2 separate regions of the Sus scrofa genome follow, and region 1 is linked to region 2. Evidence: chromatin contacts called from public HiChIP or PLAC-seq data. All regions are on one chromosome and are shown on one strand. Each heading gives the region's core, a stretch centred on a gene start, on an enhancer-like site or on the middle of the called end of the contact. The rest is flanking DNA. Distances are from core to core; before and after follow the strand shown.

Evidence for each region. HiChIP or PLAC-seq counts read pairs in DNA pulled down with a chosen protein or histone mark.
Region 1: an H3K27ac HiChIP or PLAC-seq map of skeletal muscle shows a contact between it and region 2. The contact joins two enhancer-like sites. A contact is called at or near these places in 1 of 5 promoter capture datasets (liver), 28 of 47 Hi-C or Micro-C datasets (alveolar macrophages, blood, brain and 14 more) and 2 of 2 datasets of contacts at active chromatin or transcription factors (alveolar macrophages and skeletal muscle).

Annotation. Positions count from the first base shown.
Region 1 is chr18:29,955,817-29,959,783 of Sscrofa11.1, forward strand. No RefSeq gene overlaps it. Among named protein-coding and RNA genes, the nearest start is that of TES, 22 kb to the left of the region's middle. Within about 2 kb of position 1,980, at least 34 of the 83 cell types and tissues checked have an H3K27ac peak or open chromatin away from gene starts, as enhancers often do. A contact at or near this core is called in retroperitoneal adipose tissue and skeletal muscle, where this site is marked.
Region 2 is chr18:29,918,447-29,922,790 of Sscrofa11.1, forward strand. All of the region lies in intron 1 of TES (testin LIM domain protein), which reads right to left. Among named protein-coding and RNA genes, the nearest start is that of TES, 16 kb to the right of the region's middle. Within about 2 kb of position 1,890, at least 20 of the 83 cell types and tissues checked have an H3K27ac peak or open chromatin away from gene starts, as enhancers often do. A contact at or near this core is called in retroperitoneal adipose tissue and skeletal muscle, where this site is marked.

The DNA of each region.
Region 1 (3,967 bases), core at 730-3,229, 37 kb after region 2:
CAATGCGATGCTCAATGTTGTCCACAGTATCACATAGGAAGAGTTTTTGCTAAGAATGTGTAACCTGGGAGTTCCCGTTGTGGCACAGCGGAAACAAATCCTACTAGGAACCATGAGGTTTCAGGCTCGATCCCTGGCCTTGCTCAGTGGGTTAAGGATCCAGCATTGCCATGAGCTGTGGTGTAGGTCGCAGATATGGCTTGGATCTGGCGTTGCTGAGGCTGTGGCTGAGGCCAGCAGCCATAGCTCTGATTAGACCCCTAGCCCGGGAACCTCCATATGCAATGGGTGCGGCCCTAAAAAAAGCCAAAAACAAACAAAAAAAAGAATATGTAAGCTGAACATAATTCAGAAGGTTCAATTTTAACCTCCATTATATAGGACATACAGGAGATAGTGGATTTATTTAAAGGATACCACAAGGAAATGAACAAATCAAGGATATGTAATATTCTGCAAGACAGCTTATCTTTTCTCAAGTCTGTGTTGTAGAGGAAAAGGAAGATGGAGTTGTAATTTGTTTCAGATTAAGGGAGAGGTAACAACTAAAGACAATCATGGTTCTTAATTAGCTCTTGGTTTGAAAATAAAGAGCTATAAACCACGTTTTGGAGGCAAGAGGTGATATTTAAATATACACTGGGAAATAGATGACATTAGTTTTCTAAATTTATTGATGTCATGACAGTACTGTCAATAAGTAGGAGAATGCTCCTATTTTATACAAATACATGCTAAAGAAGTTAAGTTGAAACATCAGAATATTTATAATTCAAGAAAAAAACCAGAAGAAACAAATATGACAAAATGTTAATGATATAGGGACTCTATGGGTGATATTTTGCTATTTGTACTTTTCTGTATTATTAAACATTTTCATGCTAGTAAAACTTTAATTATCCAATATAAAAGTACATATACACATAACTTAATTGCATTATAAACTGTTAGAGATAATGAGGTTGTCATTACAGAAATAATGTCTGCAGGAATAATTAGAAGTCTGGAAAAAGTTTAGGAAATAAACATTTGTCAACTTTATCTAGTCTCACCTTTCCTCATCATTCTAGGGTACAGAGTTATTTTTCCTCTCATCTTGTTTTAGAAGAAAGGTAGTTTCTAGAATCGCTATAACATGATGAATTTTTTTAGAACATTCATTTTTTTTCAGTATGCTTAAAGGACTCATCAAACCTTAAAACATCTGTAGGTTGGTATCCAGTGTGTCCTAGGCAGATAACCAGTCCCAATTCTTAAAACGGAGAGTACCTTTCATTCATTTATTATGTGGTAAAGTTGCCAATACAAGAGACTACATGGAGTTCAGTAAACCACAGCCCAGTGAATCACTTAGACTCATTTTAGTCTCATCTGAACTTCAGCTTAAACAAGTGTCATGCATCCAATAAGGATTGTGAGGCAACCGGTCTTCTTGCTCAGTGAATGACACTGCTGGAAAAGCCCTTGTGATGCTGTAATGAAAGCTAATACACTCGAGGGCACGCATAAAAAATGTTACAGTGGTTGCTGGCGACCCCTGGTGGCAACATATAGGAAAAACAGCTCACCATAAAATTCCGGTCTTCCTAGTTCGGAAACCACTGTAAATGGAAACTGAAACCACCTTTTCTAAGTCTCCTTTACTTTTTTGATCTTTCCATTTCATTTTTCTTTCTCCCACTCTTTAAAAAAACTTCGTTGTTCTTAAAGGTTTTTTCATGTCTCTCTTCTCATTTGTGTTCTCCCTAAGTGATAACATCCATTTACCAAATTGTAGTTTTAGAGAATTGTTTTCTCTGTTGAGCCTGTGCCCTAACTTCCAATTCCCTTATGGATATTTCCATTTACATAGCTCTTAAACTCAGCATGCCAAAAGAAAGCTCCTTGGGCAAGTTTGCTAATCCTGTATTTCCTGTCTCAGGAAATGCTGTCACAATACGGACAAGCCAGAGGGCTTCTACTTCAATAAAGCATAAAGGTCCAAGGAGACTTGCACAATTACTATCATAGGGATAGGTGCTGGGATGAAGAAAACAAAGACGTATCTTAGAGTAGGCGGCAGAAAATGGACCCTTTTAATGTGACAGAGAATGTATATCCTGCTTTGGGAGTTCTGAGGAAGGAAACCTAACCAAACCTTAGATGGAAAGATTCAAGATGAAGGAAGAAATTACTAGCAAGCTATATATTTATATAGTAAGAATTTGTATTATGGGCTGAATTGTTTTCCCCCTACACACTCAGAGGTTGAAGTTCTCATCTCCAGTACTTCAGAATGTGACTGTACTTGGAGTCTTTAAAGAGATAATTACTTTTAAATGAGGTTATTAGAGTGAGCCCTAACCCAATATGACTGATGTCCTTAGAAGAAGAGGAAATTTGGACACAGATGGGTAGAGATGTGAAGACAATGTGAAGACACAGGGAGAAACAGCCATCTACAAACCATCAACCTTGTCAATAGTTTGATCTTGAATTTCCAGCCTTCAGAACTGTGAGGAAGTATTGTATAATCCACACAGTCTGTAGCACTTTGTTATGGTAGCTCTAAAGAACTAACGTATTCTGATTTCTTTTTCAAAATAAAGGTAAGACCTTTCTAAGCAGAGGGAAGAGAGTATCCAAAACAAGTAACCATAAAAGATCATCGCTTACTTGTGAAACTATAGTAGTTCAGTATGGCCAGATTACTGGGCATGCAATGGGGAAGAGATGTGGGGAATTTGGGGGAATGAGGTTTGAAAAAGAGGGGGAGGCCAGATTACAATGGGCCTCATGTACCAAATTAAAATAGTGAAAATTGAGGGTGAAGATGTTCTGAAATTAAAGAAAGTCTCAAGTTAGCTCCAGCTAATCAAAATTTAACATTGGTGTGCAATTCTTAGGGTTTTGTCTAATCCAGTCTTACATGTTAATACTTTTATTTTATAATGACTAATTTTCAATTGGCTGCTAGATGAGAACAGCTTTTAATGAACTACAGGAATCCTTATCTCTCATATGATGTTTATTCCCCCTGAGCATCTAAATATCTATTCATTGAATTTTATGTCAGTGTTCTTTCCTGCACTCTATTCTAAGCTTTAAACATTTTTTCTTTCCAGTGTTTATGTTTTAACAATATCTAGCATTTGTCATAGCAAGGGTGTTGAGTTTGTGCTTATACAAGCTGTATTTAGCTAGAATATAATTACTTTTAGAAGTCAATATTTCTATTTCTTGTCTTAATATTTATTTTTCTTTTTTTAAAATTATGATTAATTTTCCATATCTAAGGCATGGATAGTTTACCTTTCTTGTCCTTTTTCAGTCTCCTTATTACCTTTCATTGCTTGACTCTCCCATAGATAGAACAGAATTGTAATGCCTAATAAAATAAGGGATAAGCTCCATGAAGGCAGAAGCCCTGACCCACCTGTTTATTGGTATGTTCCAGTGCCTGACATATCATTGATAACAAATATATTTTAAAGGAAAAATACAGTTTGCTCACAGCCTTCTATCAACAAATCCTTATAAGATAGTTGTTTTTAAATTAGAGAAGTACCTAAAAATCTCCTGGGTTTCTAGTATACATGCATGCTAGTACCTTCCCACACCAAATATGGATTTGGGATAAGGAGGTGGAGGGATCTAGGCATAAGTACTGTGCAATGGAAAACTTCCAATATTGTTTTGATATCCATTACTAATGAGGAGGGCAGAAGTTGTTATTACTTTCATCTCAGGTAAATTCCTCCTGACCTAGGTGCAAGGATGAAGAAATATGTTAGGTAGTAAGTGAAATGTTTTGGAGGAGGATTTTGCCTAGAGCCTTTCAACCCAGTCTTCTGCTGCTTGTACTATTCCTAAAACCTGGTTTCCATTGAGATCAATGTCCTGTGTAGTCTTAAAAAAATGGTGGCTCTGGAAGGATGGGAAAACCAATAAATTTAGAATCAGGGTTTTTATTGCAAGCTTTTGTACT
Region 2 (4,344 bases), core at 640-3,139:
CCGTCATGGCTGTCAGGGCTCAGTGGTTAACGAATCCGACTAGGAACCATAAGGTTGCAGGTTCGATCCCTGGCCTTGCTCAGTGGGTTAAGGATCTGGTGTTGCCGTGAGGTGTGGTGTGGGTCGCAGACGTGGCTCGGATCCTGTGTTGCTGTGGCTGTGGTGTAGGCCAGCGGCTATAGCTCCAATTCAACCCCTAGTCTGGGAATCTCCATATGCCACGGGAGCAGCCCTAGAAAAGGCAAAAAGACAAAAAAAAAAAAAAAAAAGGTTTAATCATAAACTCCTTTACATATAAATCACAGTAAGAAATACATTTTGGGGGAGGGAGTGGGAGGGATCGGGAGCTTGGGCTTATCAGACACAACCTAGAATAGATTTACAAGGAGATCCTGCTGAATAGCATTGAGAACTATGTCTAGATACTCATGTCGCAACAGAAGAAAGGGTGGGGGAAAAAACTGTAATTGCAATGTATACATCTAAGGATAACCTGACCCCCTTGCTGTACAGGGGGAAAATAAAAAAAAAAAAAAAAAAAAGAAAAGAAAAAGAAATACATTTTATCTCATGACAAAAAACATGCACGTGCACACACATACATGTGTGTGTGTATGTATATAAGTGTGTGTAAAATTCTGAAACAAAGATTTACTGGCTTATATAATTTGGAGAACTAAGTATGCTTTTGCCTCGAAGTTAAATGGCCATCTAAACTCACACCAGCCTTAACATCTGAATCACCTGGTCTGAATAACACTGGCCTTTATAAACTACAGAAACATACTGAAACCACACCATCTCATTCTCTATTTCTGAATGAAACTTGGAAGCTCAACTAATATAATTAGGCACTTCAATTAGTCAGCAAAGGTTTTACACTAAGGCTTCAGTGTAGCTCACTGCTGATTTATAAAGTCAGCCTTGGAAAGGGGTAAGTAGTTTCTTTCCTACCTCTTTTATCTTCTAAAAACAGCTATCAGTTTATTTGTTAGAATTATTAGAACCAGTGATGTTTTATGAACATTAACCCTTAAAAGTGTCTCACATATTCTTAGTGCTGGACAGCCCTAGGCATCCATCCCTGATGTTAGAGATGTGGAAACTAAAATCCAGGAGAGATGATTTGCTCTTGGTCACACGGCTAGTTAACAGTAAGCTAACCTAAAACCCAGTGTCTGCCTTGTGCTGCACAGTGCTGCTGCGACAGACTCTATGAGTGTCCAATGGGAGCCCTTCAGTGCTGGCTCATTTCAGCTTCAAGGAACAGGACCACAAGCTCCAAGCCTCTTGTGACAACTCACAGTGGAAATGATTTTGAGAGTTTTAGAATGGAGGCCTTGAGTCAGGCAAGGATGTTGGGAAAGTTCTTTTGAACAAGTGATACTTGAATTGAGCTGGAAAGGATGAGCAGCATCTAACTCAATAAAGAGGAAGAGGAAGTACATTCAAGGCAGCGGGGATACCATATTTGAAGCCTGTGGCAGAAAAGGTATGGTTAGAGCCTAGAACATCTTACAGCATTTGAGAAGTGACAGAGCCAGCCTTGTAGCAGGGAATTTCCTCCTCCCCCCTTTTTCTTTTCGGAAGGCAGAAATAAATCTGCTGAAACATTTGGCACCATGCCTTAGGCCACCAGGTTTAAAAGAGAACACATTCCCAGAGAGAGGATGAAACTGTAAGGAAGACACTCTAGAGAAAATCCGTACAGACAATGGAGGTGTGGGGATCTGGGGAAAGAGGCCCTCTCAATTTCTGCTAGCCAAACCTCAGGGGGACCCTCAAGGAGACCAGGAAACTCGACTGAGAAAAGCAGAAATTTGAGAAAACAGCTCTGCAGTCTGCCTGGAAAGCTCGGAATGCACTGCTGCAGTGTTCTCCACTCCATCTGGCCTGCCTGAAGGTCAGTTTAATCTCCGCACAGGCTCTTTCCAGCACAGCTTGGGTTTGTGACCACCTGAAGAATCTGTCCCTTCCCAACTTTCCAAACACACAATTTCCTCTTCCCCAAGTGCTCAGACTAAGGAGTGTGGGGACTCTGAAAATATCACTAAGAGACAACTAGTAAATGAAAGAGAGTGGAATGAAGTCTTGGCAATATGATACACTCTCTGCTGCTATAACCCAATGGAAGCAGGTCTAATTAAAAATAAACATGCAAATGGAAAAAGCACCTAGTTTTCAAAACCACTGTCAGCAGCTAAAGCGATTGGAGAGAGTTTCATGCTGGCAAAGAAATTACTTTTCTTAGGGGGATTTCATTAAGAAAAATGATTATATAGCTTTCAAATGAAGCTATTAAACCCAGCACAGATGATCCCTAACTTATACCATTTACTGGATGGGAACTTCTTCCATAATCTTACTCTCTTTATCAACCTCTGTTAGGGTACAAAACCACAAAGGCTCTGACTCGAACAACAAATATCTGAGGTTCACACTCCAACCTTTTGTAGACGTGCCTCATTCCACACTGAGTTAGAACTCAGAGTGCAATATGTTCTCTAATCCTGTTCAATCCAGTTAAAATGATAAAATTGCAGCCCAGCAGACATATCTCTACTGGTAAAAGGCAACTTTCTTCTGCTTTTGTTCCCACCCCAATTTAGGCATCTAGGCATCTGCTATCTTCCCTTTCACAAGTCAAACATACACCAAATGAAGTAAAATGTACTAATTCTACTCAGAGCCAGAGCTTCCCTTGGCAGTTTCTCAAGACCCATTCCCGGACCCTCTGAGGCAGAGGTCACATGAGCTGGGACTCCCCAACTCTTCCTGGTTTCAGTTTGAAGGTCTGAAATCCCATCTGTCCTAAGGGCTCAGACAATTTCTCTTCCTAGCCTGTACTCAGGATTCCCTTAAGTCCAGGACCCAGAATTCTTATTATACTTCCTCCTTCCCTTTACCTGCAGCAAGGTTTGCATCCTCTGGTCATGGTCCTTCTCCTTTCCTCAAGAGCCATGGTGTTACTCTTAGACATCCAGATCTTAGAGGTTAGTTTCTAAGCTGGAGAATTCTTGATGAGGGTTAAGGACAGGGAAAGTGTTATTTAATGATACCCATGGTGTGGGTGTGGAAAGAGGGGGCAGTTGGTAGAGAGGAAGCGGGGCCCAGAAAGTATTAGCTCCTCAATTAAGGCAGCCTAGCTGTTTAGAAAGTGAAGTTCAGATCCTTGGACTAATATAAACACCAAGATCTGTGTGCTCATATGTAATATGACATGAGAATTAGCTATACCAGGTATTAAGGAAATTATCAAGAATTACATGGCTAATCAGAGAACAGTGAAAATGTAGGAAGCATTGGAAGAAAGTCAGGAAAACTGATCTGGTCCTAAAGTATCACTGCCAAGTCCAATGATTTTTAGAAGTCATTTTTCTTCTCTGGGCTCCATCTAGGTAATGAAAGGAATTGAATTCTAGGATGCCTTTTAATTCAAAAATTATGACAAAAATTATGTTACAGATTAACTTCATCTTAGATATTATACAACATGGTCATCTATTCAACATTTAAACACTAAACTAAAAATAATTATTTGAGAAAGCTAAAATATTATTGGCTCTTAAAGGTCAGAATCATATGGAATTCAGCTTGGGAGAGTAGTTTATAAAGTACTTATAAGAAAAAAAGTTCTAAGGGATACGACACAGTTCTGTTGCCCATAATTATTTCAGCAGCAAACATGATATAGTATTTCCTGTAGAAACACTTGGTGCCTAAAAACACATGTTTTTCATAAGCACACAAGTGCCAAAGCTGTCTACTTCATATAATTTTAGCAACACATTCCAGCCAGCATCAATACAAGGATATGACAGATTAATTTTTCTTCTTCAGTGTCCAAGAAAACAGGTCTTTTGGATTGACTATATTCGGGAAAACTACAGTCAGGCTTAGGAATACCTATCAAGGTCCTTTAAAAAATAAAAATGAGGTATACTGTTTATCCTGAGATACTAGTCAAAGAAGACTTAAATATCCTTAACTAAAAGAACCAGACACTGAGCTTATAAACCCTATGATCTATGCCTCCAAACATCCCTCATCTCCTGCTTATTTTAAAGTAAGAAATGGGAATGGGATCAATTTCTCCATATTCATAATCTCAGGCAACCAGTTAGGTTGGCAACATTTCAGGTGACCCTTCTGACCCAGGAAAAGGTATTGCATGTCAGATACTTTAAAGAAAAAGGAAAGAAGAGTAAGGAACATCTGGTATTTCAAACATAGTCTAAGTTGATTTGGCTACAATTTGCATCTGGAAGATGTTATTCAGTATTCATGGTGAGATCATATGATTCATGCTGTTTTCATAATCAAATTTCCCTCTGGAGCAAAAAA